2 separate regions of the Mus musculus genome follow, and region 2 is linked to region 1. The links are chromatin contacts, called in public Hi-C maps. All regions are on one chromosome and are shown on one strand. Each heading gives the region's core, a stretch centred on a gene start, on an enhancer-like site or on the middle of the called end of the contact. The rest is flanking DNA. Distances are from core to core; before and after follow the strand shown.

The links. A called contact is a pair of places that touch in the nucleus more often than the background predicts.
Region 2: a contact with region 1 is called in a Hi-C map of muscle stem cells, with 2.2 times the contacts expected there. The contact joins the enhancer-like site here to the promoter of Olfml2a in region 1. A contact is called at or near these places in 24 of 39 promoter capture datasets (the 3T3-L1 cell line, 3T3-L1-derived adipocytes, the C10 cell line and 16 more), 2 of 15 datasets of contacts at CTCF or cohesin (CD8 T cells and the NIH/3T3 cell line), 81 of 484 Hi-C or Micro-C datasets (the 3T3-L1 cell line, 8-cell embryo, the AML12 cell line and 44 more), 23 of 115 datasets of contacts at active chromatin or transcription factors (the 230-238 cell line, CD8 T cells, the NIH/3T3 cell line and 15 more) and 3 of 9 other capture datasets (adipose tissue, liver and pancreatic islet).

Annotation. Positions count from the first base shown.
Region 1 is chr2:38,928,616-38,935,555 of GRCm38.p6, reverse strand. Olfml2a (olfactomedin-like 2A) reads right to left here and starts at 3,576. Exons shown (of 8, transcript NM_172854.2): 1 at 3,375-3,576. The coding sequence starts at 3,479.
Region 2 is chr2:38,970,663-38,977,602 of GRCm38.p6, reverse strand. It overlaps the pseudogene Gm13474. Among named protein-coding and RNA genes, the nearest start is that of Gm39801, 5.2 kb to the left of the region's middle. Within about 2 kb of position 3,277, at least 40 of the 459 cell types and tissues checked have an H3K27ac peak or open chromatin away from gene starts, as enhancers often do. A contact at or near this core is called in the C3H10T1/2 cell line, morula, muscle stem cells and 4 more, where this site is marked.

The sequences.
Region 1 (6,940 bases), core at 2,327-4,826:
GGCCATAGGCCAATATGTCAGTATGTATTTCTCTATGCTGGATTCATCTCTCAAAATCACCTCCTTTGATGACTCCACAGGGAGCTGTTATCTGGGACTGCACTTGGAAAATGCAGTGTGATTCTTTAGAGTGTTCAAATCTATCCCCTGGGGCGGGGCCACGAGCACTTGGCAGTGTTGTACGTGATGCTGGATATAAGATGCTGGGCATGGACCTTGGTCCTGGTATTCTCCCAAAAGGAGTGTTGAGGCAGGCAGGCTCACTTCTCATAGAGAGATGGTGGGGTTTGGCTTGGCCTAACACTGTACGAGGAAGAGAACTCCATTATCTGTCATTCTGCTTTTTCTGCTCAGGGGCCTGCTTCCAATTACGCCCACATGCGGAAACTCCAGGAGTAGATCTGAAACAACACCTAAGCCCCTGGGACTGGCCTGCCTGGAACATCTGACCTGGCCCAGGAAACCACCACGGCCTGCTTGCTAAGCCCCTTCTGTTCCCTTGCTCAGGTCCCGCCCTCCAGGTCTCAGTCTTCTCTCTCTGCTCAAGCCCCTTCCCACCCCTGCATGTATACAGAGAATGAGGTCCCAGCAGCCCTTTCTCAGTTGGAGAGACTGGTAAATTATCACTTTCCAAGAGTATCTGCTGCCCTGCCATGGTGTTTTGGGGCTACGTGCCCGTCCACCCCAACCTCAATGCTGGGCAGCCATGCAGAAATATATGCCCGTCCACCCCAGCCATGCAGGGCAGCTGTGAGTCCCCCCTCCTACTTCAGGTCAGACAAAGCACTTCCTTAGATGGAAACTCCAAATCCTATTTGGGAGAGCCTCACCATGAGCATCAACTTAAAATGCAGGGAGACCAACAGAACACCAGGGTGAGTGAGTATCACAGCAGGAGCCTGCCAGGAAGAAGGAGAAAGGAGAACGGAGAAAGGAGAAAGGAGAAAGGAGAAAGGAGAAAGGAGAAAGGAGAAAGGAGAAAGGAGAAAGGAGAAAGGAGAAAAAGGAGAAAGGAGAAAGGAGAAAAGGAGAAAGGAGAAAAGGAGAAAGGAGAAAGGAGAAAGGAGGAGGAGGAAGAGGAGGAGAGGAGGAAGAGGAGGAGGAGGAGAAGCAGCAGCAGCAGCAGCAGCAGCAGCAGCAGCAGCAGCAGCAGCAGCAGCAAGGCTCTAGGACCCTGAGTTCATTTCAAGTTCCAACACAGTCAGTCCTCTTAAGCCCTCCATCCCACCCCAACAAAAACAGGCCGAGTTTGCAGGGGAAGAAGTTGGGGTTGTTACTGTGGAGAGAGAGATGGTGATAATGAAAACAGCTCTGCAGAGCCAGCAGGAGTCTGGCTGGGCTAAGGAATGCAGAGTAAATTCACCCATGCTTGATTTTTATTTTTCCCAGCTGGCTGAAGTGGAGCAGGCATGGGAGGTGTCTGGGGGAGGGTTGTGCTGGGTCCCCAGCTGCTTTAGCCTCCCTTATCCACCAGCCCCAGCTTGCCCTGGGACAAGTAAATATACCCCCTTCCCAACCTAGCAAGTGTTTGGCTGACTCACTACATAAACAGGGTGTTGGGTTTTCTTTGTCTTAGCTTTGTTTTGGATGTGAGCCCTCCTGCTCTATAGCCTTTTTTCGAAGCTCAGAAATGCCCACTAAATGTCCTTCTCTGAGCCACAGAGGATAGGCAGCGGGTGAGAGAGCACTGATCAGTGCTATCGGAGCCAAAGGGGACATTGATTCTCATATAGAAGCACTGAAGTCATATTTCCAAGTTTGCACAGCAAAAGAACAGATTTTACCCTTTACCTACTCACAGGTGGACTCAAGTTCTACTAAAAAACCAAACCAAACCAAACCAAACCAAACCAAACCAAACCAAACCTAAAACTGTAAAGACATCTAGAGAAGCCGCTGCTGCCCCATCCTCTGCAAGTAGATCCCTACAGTTTCTCTCTAGGTCAGGCAGGGGTTCTCAACCCTCCTAATGCTGTGACCCTTTAATACAGCTGACATTGTGGGTGACCCCCACCCCCAATCATAAAACTATTCCGCTGCTATGTCATAACAGCAATTTTGCTACTGTTATGAATTGTAAACATCGAATATGTGACCCCTGTGAAAAGGTTGGTTGACCCCGGGGTCGCGACCCACAGGTTGAGAACCTGCTGCTCCAGGCCCATCTTCATTAGTTCATTTCTAGAATGCTCTTAAAGGGTTCTTGATCTGTCTCAAGTGCTTGCTCCATCTATGTTCTGGATCTAATCCGGGGCTTTGGGATTCCTGTGGAATCATCTACTGGGCAACTAGTGAGCAATGTGCTTAGCATTCTGCAGGTATACCTCACTAAGTCTAGAAATCAACTGAGTGAGTGGGTACAATGCCCCCCTCCCCATACTTATAAGTGAAGAGATGGTGGTGAATGTCTTTAATCTCAGCACTGGGGAAGCAGATGCAGTAGGATGTCTGTGAGTTTGAGGCCAGCCTGGTCTACATGTTGTGTGTGATCCAGGCTAGCCAGAATTATACACTGAGATCCTGTTTCAAGAAAAAACAGGAGTGGGGCTTGCACGCTTGCCTTCTTGCTCTCCCTCTGTCCTCCCCCCCCCCCACGTGCTCATGGCTGGCCTCTACTTCCCCCCCCCCAGTCCACCCCCCCCCCCTTTCTCTGTCTCTATTACCCTCTCAACTCCCCTCCCTATGCCCAGAGTAAACTCTATTCTATACAAAAACAAACAAACGGGAGGGGGGAGGTAGAAGAGGGGAAGGAGTGAGGGAGAGAGAAGGAGAGAGAGAGAGAGAGAGAGAGAGAGAGAGAGAGAGAGAGAGAGTGGTATAAAACACAGCTGACAGGTGAATACAGTATGAGAACTCAAGTCTCAGAGAAGATGGCAAGTGGGCGGGCCCAGATTCAGTGAAAAAGGAACTTTGAGTTCCCAGCCTCTCCTGAAAGCCTTGGTCTAAGGCCTACTGCAAACCTGGGAGTCCTTTGGTAACAGTTGTCCCTGGGTCTACCCCTAAGCGGTCAGCCTTCCATGGAAACTCTCAACCAGTTGCTCTTACTGTCCATTTTCTCTTGCTCGCCCACCCCAGTGCACTTGGGACATCCCAACTTGATCCTGGGTTTGAAGTCCTATCTCTGAGTAGTGATAAGGTCCAAAGCGCCTCTTCCTCGGGCTCCAGGACCTAAGTACCCTATCATAACCAGCGTTTCTTCTCGCACATGTTCCTTTCTCAGGGCTTTGATTCCAGGAGAGTCTAGACTAAGTCCCAACTCTGATCTGCCTTTCCCTAGTCCCCACTCCCTGCTGAATGCACCCTTCTTGGCAAGCACCGTCAGCCATAGCGCCCCCTCGCGCCGATCACCGCTTAGTTGTGCCAGGTTCCAGTACCTTACTGTCGGGCCACACAGGACCAGCCCGAAGCAAAACCAGCAGCAGCAGCACCAGCAGAAGCCTCAACTGTAGGTACCTAGGCAGGACAGCTGCCGCTTCCATGGCTGGATGGGCTCCGACACCTCTGCGCGCACGCTAGGTAGCGCCGGCAGTACTGCGAGCTCGGCCTGCAGCCCAGCTCTGCCGAGGGGGCGCCCCCCCAACCCCAGCCCGGTGCCCTAGTAGCTCTGCTAGAGGCGGAGCTAGGGTGGAGGGGTGCCCGCCCCTCCTCTCCCCTCTCCGCCCATCCTCTGCGGTCCCGCGTCTTTGCAATTTGTCTCTGGGAGAGGACTGTAGCAGCAGCCAGGCAGTAAGAGAGGTGCAGCCTCGCGACGTACTGGGGTCAGGTTCTGTGAAATGAGGGACCTCGCACGTGTCCTTTTGCCTTTTGAGATCCAGTTTCCCCATCGATAAAAGGGAGAAAATAGTCTCTTTGGAATGCTTGCAAAGTTCAAGTGATACTTCTAGTTTAGTCCTTGCTCTGACAAAGTCATCCTGCCTGCCCCCTCCCACTCGTCCCCCAACATTGTTGGTTCTAGCCTTTTCAAGGTTCAACCTCTTCTCTTCCACATCTTCCGTCTTTCTCCTCTCTCTGCTATGCCGAGAACAGCCCACTCCTTTGCATCCTCAGCAGAGCGTCTGATTTCTCAGTTTCCCAGGCAGCAATTGCTAGCTCCAGGGGTCTTAGGCCTCTGCTGCACCAAGGTGCTTGTGTTGGGTCTTTTGAGATCCACTGTAATGAAATTCAAGACGGTATCGCTTACCCTTCCTAATTTCATACTCTCTCTCTCTCCTCTTCTTTCTCTCTTCTCTTCTCTTCTCTTCTCTTCTCTTCTCTTCTCTTCTCTTCTCTTCTCTCTCTCTCTCTCTCTCTCTCTCTCTCTCTCTCTCTCTCTCTCTCTCTCTTATTTGCATCTGCTCTCCTGAAAGTGTGTGAGCCTGATGGTTAGGCCAACACACTTTTTCCTCCGTTGCTGCTTATTTTTTTTCAAGACAAGGCCTCTCACTGAACCTGGAGCCCTTTCTTTTGGCTACACTGGTTGGCTAGTGAGCTCTAAGGCCCCTCCTGTTTCTGCCTCTCCACTTCTGATGTTACTTACACACACACACACACACACACACACACACAAGACCACGACCACATTTAATGTGGATGCTGGGAGATCCCAATTCAGGTTCTTATAGTTGCAAAGCAAGCAATTGACTGTGGAGTCAGTCACTCCTTTGCATAGCCTCTGAGATCTGGCTCCTACTCTTTTAAACTGCCTCCCACCTCAGTTTCCCTTTGGGTTTCCCCTTTGATTTCAACGGGGGGGGGGGGGGTGTCCTTCCCAGACTCTTGAAGGCTCTTCTAACCTTCTGCATGCCCCATAGAGGCTGGGCTCCTTTTCTCTGTTGTCACTGAAGGTGACTCCTTTTCTGATCACTTGCATGTTTACCTGGCTTACTGAGCCTGGATTGCACTTGCAAGGAACACTGTCTTGTGCCCTGCATTCAGCCACACCCATTCACTCCTTACTTCTGCTCTCAAGTATTTCCTCCAAAGAACTGCACCTCTTCATTGCCATTTTCCCACAGGGTGTTCTGTGTTCCCAGCTCCCTGTAGAGAGGCAAACAGGCCCCCGGTGGTGTATGCATGCTTTGCCTCCCCTTGCAGCTGGCGCAGTGGCTCTCAGATGACCCTCTGCCTCCAGCCAACAGCCTCAGGGTCACCTGGGAACTTGTTAGAAATACAAACTCACAGGCCCCAGCCTAGTTCCTAAACCAGAGATTCAAGGGAGGTGGGGGATCCAGGAGCTTGTGTTCTCAGCAAACTCCTAGGGACTCTTGAGTTGGAGAACCACTGGCCTAGCCAGAGATGACTGTATTAACTCTCAGCTGACTTCAGTTAAAAAGTCATGTGTGCTGTCAGTGTTTGTTATAAATGAGTTTTTCTTTTTTTTTTCTTTTTTAAAGATTTATCTATTTTATATATGTGACTACACTGTAGCTGTCCTCACACACACCAGAAGAGGGCATCAGATCCCATTACAGATGGTTGTGAGCCACCATGTGGTTGCTGGGAATTGAACTCAGGACCTCTGGAAGAACAGCCAGTGCTCTTAACTGCCGAGTCTTCTCTCTCTCTCTCTCTCTCTCTCTCTCTCTCTCTCTCTCTCTCTCTCTCTCTTTCTCTGAGACAGGGTTTCTCTGTGTAACAATCCTCGTTCCTGGCTGTTCTGGAACTCATTCTATAGACCAGGCTAGGCTCTAATCTCACCGAGATCCACCTGCCTCTGCCTCCTGACTGCTGAGATTGAAGGTGTGTGTCATCATGCACTGTTTATAAGCAAGTTTCTGGAGTTCCCTGCAGAGAAGTCAAGGCTTAGTATAAAAACTAATTATTGGGCATGTTCTTCTGTACACAGACCAAGTCTGAAAGGACACACAAGACACCAGCATCTTACAGGCAAGAATTGAAGAAGAGCTTCATTAGCTACTTTCCTTTCCTTTTTCATTTTTTTTTTTAAATTATAGGTTTTGTAACATGCTTCCAATCTTTTCAAAATATAGACAAAGTGTACTTAAAACAAATTCAACAAGGAACTCTCTTTCTTAGTCTTCTCATGGATGCAGGCAGCCTGGCTGACTCTTTAAGGCAGGCCCTGCTAGATAGAGCAAGGCAGAGACCACGGGTGGAGCTCTGTGCCCTCTGGACAACATATGGTGTCCTCCGACAACATCCTATCACCATGAATAACCCACAGCTCAAATGAACCAAGTCCCTAAGGCCTTAGGACCTTGGTTTGTGTTGTTACTTCCACAGTCTTCTCACCTAGGCTGGCTCACTCATGCTAGACCACCCCACTTTGGGTGCTTTCTATCTCAAAAATCCCATCACCCTGCCCCCACCCCACTCCAACCCCAGCCCATCTGGCATACCTAACAGTTCCTAACTATAGCACTCATGCAATTACTTGATTTATGTCTACATCATTCACTGAAGGGTAAGGACTCCATGATGAGGCCCATACTTGACTTGTTTTTAACGTCTGCCTCTAGCCTCAGGACCTCAGGATGAGTCTCCTTCAGACTAATCCTCATCCTTAGATATATTCCTTTCGATATATTCCTTTCCATTTCTTCTGTCTTCCCTGTAAATACTGAGAGCCCTTTAAATCGGTCTTAGTAAACCTGTCTCTACAACTGTAAACTCAGAGCAGAGGGCACTTCTCAGGGTTGTTAGGAAAATGTCAAGAAATTAGAAAAAAAAAAAAAAAAAGACCCAGTGTGGGTGCTGGACTGTTAGTGGATGCCTATTTAGTGTGTACCACATGCTAACTAGCAGCAGAGGAGATAACCGGGAGTGAGTAAAGGGATTGGCTGGTTTTGGCAAGGAGGGAGCTCAGAGCTGAAAGGAATCAAGAGTTATTACCAGGAGCTGAGGATGTGGTTGAACTCCTCTCTGAGTTGATGTGCAATCTTCATCCACTTTTCAAACCTCAGGCACAAGATGTCTGCAGAGCCACTTGGCTTTCCAGGGA
Region 2 (6,940 bases), core at 2,028-4,527, 42 kb before region 1:
AAGATGCAGGCAACAGCCTCCAGATCCACCTTGCCAGACCCTGTCTATACAGCAGCCTTTAAAATGGAGGCTCCTGAATGCCATGGTTACATAGTAATGGGAACTCAAGGATACTTAATTGCTCTAACCGTCTTCCAGAGGAGGACACTTCATGGTGTCATTCTCTTTCCACCCTTATATAGATAGATAGGTTCTAGGGATTGGACGTGTGTCATCAGGTTTGTGCAGTGAGCACTTTCACCTATTGACTCACCTCGTCAGCTTAGTGTATGTAATTTTTTTTTCTTTTGGAACTCACTCTGTAGACCAGGCTGGCCTCGAACTCAGAGAGCCGACTGCCTCTGCCTCCCAAGTGCTGGGACTAAAGGCGTGCGCCACTATGCCACCACACCTGGCCCGTATGTGATTTTTTTTAAGACAAGGTTTCATAGAGCTCATACTGAGCCTGCTATATAGTTAAGGGAAATGTTGAATTCTCTGTCTTCTCACCTCCACCTCCAGGGATTTACCATCTCCTGCAGCTCCCCCAAGCCTCTCCTGCAGCTCTCCCAGAAAGCAGCCATCAGTAAGACCTAATGTGGCTGGTGTCCCCAGAATTGCATGTGTGCTCCTTCCCACAGACCAGGGAAGGCTGGATCATTCCCACACATCCTAGGGCTCTGGATCATGGGGCGCCTTCACCCCTACCACCTCATGAGAGGTGGGCAGCACCCCATCTCTTGTGGGTGCTGACCAATAGGGGTGAGTGTGTTCCCTGGGAGTAAGGAGGGTGTGCAGGCTCCGCACCAGCCTGACGAAGCCCGCCTGCAGCTCGGCCAGCTGCTCCTTTAGCTCTTGGTTTTGTGACTGCGCTCTGCTGATGGTGGTGCGATCACTGCATGCTCTCCAGGATCTGCTTGCGCTCTTCTGCCTGCTCTCTCCAGGGCTGACCCTTCCTGCTCCTGGTTTAGGTGACTCAGGCTCCCATTGTCCTGCACCTGGGCCCGCAGCTGTCCCATTAGACTTTCCAGCTCCTTCTGCAGCTGCTCAGCCTCTCCCTGCAGCCACTCTTCGGCCTCCGAGGGCCCAGCTGGAGGCTCTGGGGATGGCAGCTCCTCTGAGAAAGGAAGCAGGCACAGTGAAGGGTCCACCTTAGGCTTCTCAGACTCCAGTGTGAGTCAGGCTCCCCGCTCTAAGCTTTGGCTTCTTCTCTGTCAGGATCTTAGACGAGATAAGCGGTAAGCGTTTCAACCCACTCTAGTACAGTTCTGTGATGCTCAGTCATCTTCAGGGGGTAGCAGTAGATATGCCATCTTGCTCTGCACAGAGGGACACATGCTCAGAAAGACGGCAAGGCTTGTCACCTGGTCGGTCAGGGCAGAGACCTTTTGCCCCAGTTACAATGTTCTCACACCCACTTGCCCCCCAGGGCAATGGAAGCCACCTTCATGGCCTTTGACCCACTTCCGCTCCTCAGGTCACCCTTGCCCTACTCACCCATCTGACTCCACCCATCTGATTCCGGAGTGCCGCCAAGCTGGTCTCCAGCTCTTTTTTTTTTTTTTTTTTTTTGGTTTTTCGAGACAGGGTTTCTCTGTATAGCCCTGGCTGTCCTGGAACTCACTTTGTAGACCAGGCTGGCCTCTGCCTCCCGAGTGCTGGGATTAAAGGCGTGCGCCACCACGCCCGGGGCTTGGTCTCCAGCTCTTGTACCTGCCGTTCTCTGTGCTCCTTCTCTTCCTTCAGTGTGTGCACCTGCCCAAGGCACAGGGGGCGCTGGAGATCCCAGGCACCATCCATCCCCAGGCCCACCTCTGCAAAACCAAAGCCCCGAACCCCTCAGCTGCTCCACGCTGATGCTCAGGAAGAACAAAGACACCAGAGGTGAGACCTCACCTGCTCCGCCATTTGCTGTACCCTCTGCTGCTGCCACATTTGCTGCTGCCACATGGCACACTCTCCTTTCAGCTTCTCCGCATACTGATCTCTCTCCACCTGGAACTGCTTCAGTGACTCCATCAGCTGCATCGGTCAATGTACACGTTACACAGGGTTGTGTTGTTCGTCCTCACCTGCCCTTGGCCATCTGGGGTCATGCCCTTCCTCTCTCCCCCACCCACAGATCCACACCTGGCCAACATGGGTCTCCAGCTGAGCCTGCTCCTCCATGGCATGTTGTAACTGCTCATTACCGCCTGAGGCCACAGATTGGCTAAGGAACTGTATGAGGGTTAGGTCTGGGAGCATGGGCTGTTTCGCTGCAGTGCTTCCCACAAGAGCTTGAGCTAGGATGACAACCTGGGGTCATTGCCCTATGAGAAAGAGACAGGAGGAGCTAAGCAGACTCCTGCATGGGCCATTTAAATGAAACAGAATGATGACATTTCAACAGGCATGGGGGTGGGGGGTGGGGTCACACCTGCAATCTAGGTCTTGGAAGGCTAAGGTAAGAGAATTACCATGAATTCCAGGCTCACCTGGTGAGTTACAGATCACCCTGGGTCACTGATAAGGTTCTGTCTCAACACAGACAAACAGATAGATAGATTTTTTTCTTTTTCTTTTTCTTTTTCTTTTTTCTTTTTCTTTTTCTTCTTTTTCTTTTTCTTTTTCTTCTTCTTCTTCTTTTTCTTCTTTTTCTTCTTCTTCTTCTTCTTCTTCTTCTTCTTCTTCTTCTTCTTCTTCTTCTTCTTCTTCTTCTTCTTTTTCTTTTTCTTTTTTTCCAGACAGGGTTTCTCTGTATAGCCCTGGCTGTCCTGTAACTCACTCTGTAGACCAATCTACCTCAAACTTAGAAATCCCCCTGCCTCTGCCTCCCAAGTGCTGGGATTAAAGGCATGCACCACTACTGCCCTACTGATACATACATATATATATATATGTATGTATTCAGTCAGGACACTTCAAAAATGAAAATGTAGCAGTCACATCACCCTCACTATGTGGTCAAGGCTCTACTGTTGAACAATTACCGGAGAATTCTATCACAGAACCAGGAGGAGGTTCAAACCATCTGGGGCATGGCTGCAGGTCACCCCCACAGATGCAGAGACTGGGCCTTGGAGTGAGGGCTGTGCCTCTCACCTGCTGCAGCACCAGCTCTGACATCTCTAACTTCTTCTGCAGCTCCTCCACCCCCAACTGTGCAGCTGCTTTCTCTGCCGCGGGCACTCCAAGTTTCTCTTCCAGTTCTGAGTTCTGCTGCCTCAGGTCCTCATTGCTTTTGCTGTGGCCAGAGGCAGAGCAGAAAAGAAGGAGCCAAGAACAGAAAGGAACACATTTCAGAGTGACACATGAGCCTTGCCACACAGCACTGAGTCACAAGGGACAAGCCTCAGAGAGACTGAGTTACCTGGGGCCACAGCATGAGTCAGGAGCATGGCTGGGAACAGAGCACTGGCCTCCTTTCTGTTCTTTTTTTTTTTTTTTTTTTTTGGTTTTTGGTTTTTGGTTTTTTGGTCTTCTGAGACAGGGTTTCTCTGTGTAGCCCTGGCTGTCCTGGAACTCACTTTGTAGACCAGGGTGGCCTGGAACTCAGAAATTCGCCTGCCTCTGCTTCCCAAGTGCTGGGATTAAAGGCATGGGCCACCACTGCCCGGCCTCTTTCCCATTCTTACCTGTTCTTGCAAAGCTCCAGCTTGATGGCATCCCGCTCTTTGGTTAGGTCCTTGCTATACTGCAGATAGAGAAAGATGAGTCTAGACCTGGCAGGCTGAAGCAGCAGCTGGCACACCACCAATAGCCCTGGTGATATTCCACGGTGACGTTTCCTCTTCCTAATCATGCTTGGCATTCTTCCGAGACATCTCTACATTTCTAAGTCTCGTTTATGATTCTGTGAGTTTGTTTTGAGATGAGGGTCCTTCTATGCAGCTCAGACTGGTCTTAAATGATCAGCTTCTGTCTCCTAAAGGTCCACACCACCATCCCAAACTTTCAGAGTATTTTTTAAAAATCAAATCCAGACTGTGTATATTATATGCCACTGAGCCACAACTCACAACTCACAACACCAAGCTTTTAAAATTATTAATTAATTTTTAGGCGAGGGTTAGTGTATCTCAGGCTGGTTTCAAACTCACTATGCAGCTGAGGGTGACCTTCAACTATTTCTTATCCTCAGTCCTCTACCTTCTGAGTCCTGGAATTACAGACAGGCACCACCACACCCCATTTATGTGGTACTAGGACCAAACCCAAGGACTGGTGCTAGCTCCACCAGGGGGCCCTTCCTAACACATTTATTAGAATAACAACACACCAGTACTTCCTGAATCCACATATCCCACGGGGAGAGGCCCAGCCTTAGAGCTGTGGGAGCAGAAAGGGCACTGTCCAAGCTTCATTTCAGAGACAAAGTCCTTATAATCTTCCAAATACATGCAAACTCCACCCCTAACTCCATTAATATGTATCATGTCTCTGGAGAATCAAAGATAAAAGCTGCCTCAGAAATGCCTCATGGCCTCCCCCCCCCCCGGCTCTCTCGGCACCTCAGGTTGAGATGATCTGGGGAAGTTTCAAGCTGTGAAGTTCAGTTTCCCAGGAACTACCCCACATTATAGATGCAGTTCATCCCAGGGAGCCTGACTTGGGACACTCTGCTTCCCAAGTAGTAGGGAGTACAAGTGCAAAGTTCAAGATTCTGAAAAAGACTTCAGAGTCTCTCTGGAGAGTGGAAACCTGAGGAAAAGCCAACCCAACTCAAAACTGTTCCCCTGCGGGATGAAGGCATGTTGCTAATCTTTCTCCGCTCTGGGTGCACAAGAATTGTGATTTCTCGGATCCTTTCCAACATTTATTTTGTATTAATGTTGTTTGTTTGTATTAGTCTTTTTTTTTCTTCCTTTCTGTGAAAGAGTACATTTAGTTGAGGCATGGATAAGGGGTTATTTATAACAACAACTTAACAGTGGTATATGCTTCTGAAGAAAATGTCTCAGTAATGGTCTGGGATTAATCATCTGAAAGGAATAGAACCTTATCAGCCCTACCCCCTTCTAGGATGGAATGTGGATGAGCCCTGTCTTGGGTGCATCTTATGGAGGTGATCACAGCTACACTGACAATTTAAAAGATAGAAGAGTGTGCTCAGAAGAGAGCGCACTATCCATCCTTCCTTCTTTGGGTTCTTATGTCATGATGATGATGATGATGCTTAGTTTTTTGAGATGGAGTATCATGTAGGCTAGGCTAGCCTCTAACTTGCTATGCTGGTGGATGGTGAGGATGACCTTGAACTCTTCACCTTATGTCTGCATCTCCCAGGTTATAGGATTACAGCTACACACAGCTATGCCTATGCGGTTATACACAGTTATACATGCCACATATGAGGTGCTGAGGATCAGACCAAGAGCTTTTTCTAAAGCTGATTCCATACTTTCTTTCTTTTCCTCGTTACACATAATGTTAGAATTTGGTTTATTTCTATATTGTTACTTTTGTTTGTTTGTTTGCTTTTCGAGATAGGGTTTTTCTGTGTAGCCCTGGCTGTCCTGGAACTCACCCTGCAGACCAGGCTGGCCTCGAACTCAGAAATCCGCCTGCCTCTGCCTCCCGAGTGCTGGAATTAAAGGCGTGCGCCACCACTGCCTGGCTCTATATTGTTCCTTACAATGTTTTTTTCTAATCATATCCCAAGCTGAAGGTTGACTTGTTTTGTTGTTGTTGTTGTTTGTTTTGCTTGTGCTTCCTCTATAACCCTGTGATTTACATGTCACAAATTTTTCCATTGTTTCATGATATGGTCCAAAAACTGACTGACCATGAAATGTTTTATGGTATGCCAGTAACTGTCTTTTTATGATCATAAAAACAACTTCAAAATTGCGTTTTTTATTCGCTTGCTTGTTATAAAGAGACCTCCTACTCTTAGTCCAGGCTGCTTCCTTCTCTTACTCTTGAGGAGACTGTAAATTTGGCCCCAATCATAAAAATAATTTTTTTTTTTAACCTTGCAATGTCTAGGTGTTAGCTCCTGATTTTCAATACAACACCCAAGCTCTTTCATTCTTTCTGCCCCCCACCCCCTTCCTGATGTTCCCTGAACCTTGGAAAGGTAATACAGATGTTTAGGGCTCAGGGTTTAACAGTCACACTGTCAGCACTTGACCAGTTATGATTTTATCTGTAGTAATGACTGACCACTGAAAACACCCAGCTTCTCTGACTAAAGCTGGCATCAGTACTGATGGATAGGCATAAATATATTTAGAAGGCGATTTGACATAGACATACCATGTCCACTTAGCAAAACAGGAGCAGGGGATGACCCAGTACGGCCTATGGCCTCTGCAGTAACAGGCTGTACCTGTAGGCACACCCCCTTGACAGGACAGCAGTGTACTGTAGCATGCAGGTCCATGGTAAACAAGACTGTTGATGAGCAGCCCAGCAGCCTGTACAGTACCGACCAGGACTGTGACTGGCCCACAGGGAAGAGGCTTTCTGCTTGGTCCTCACTGGATTTCTCCATATCATGCAACCAAGTTGTGTAGTGTTTCCAGGAACAAGGTTTACCATCTAGTTTTTGGTGGATAACAGACAGCAGTGAGAACATTCTGAACTCTTTTGGGAGTCCCAGGAGTGTCGTGTGTGTGTGTGTGTGTGTGTGTGTGTGTGTGTGTGTGTGTGTGTGACATGTGCCATGGTGCATATGTGGCAGAGAACAAAAAGACAACTGTGTGTGGCTAGTTCTCTCCTCCCGACTTTCCTGGCTGGGCCATCTCAGTGACCCCATTGTGAGAGGCTTCTTGTTTGTGTGTATGTGTGTGTGTGTTTGTTTGTTTGTTTGTTGGAATGTTTTTGAGGCAAGGTCTCACAATACTGTTCTTGCTGGCCTAGAACTCTCTAATATGTAGATTAGGCTAGCTTCCTATTCACAGAGAGCCTCCTGTCTCTGCCTAACAAACGCTGGGACTAAAGTCATGTGCTTGGCATGTTGCTGAATTTTTGTTTG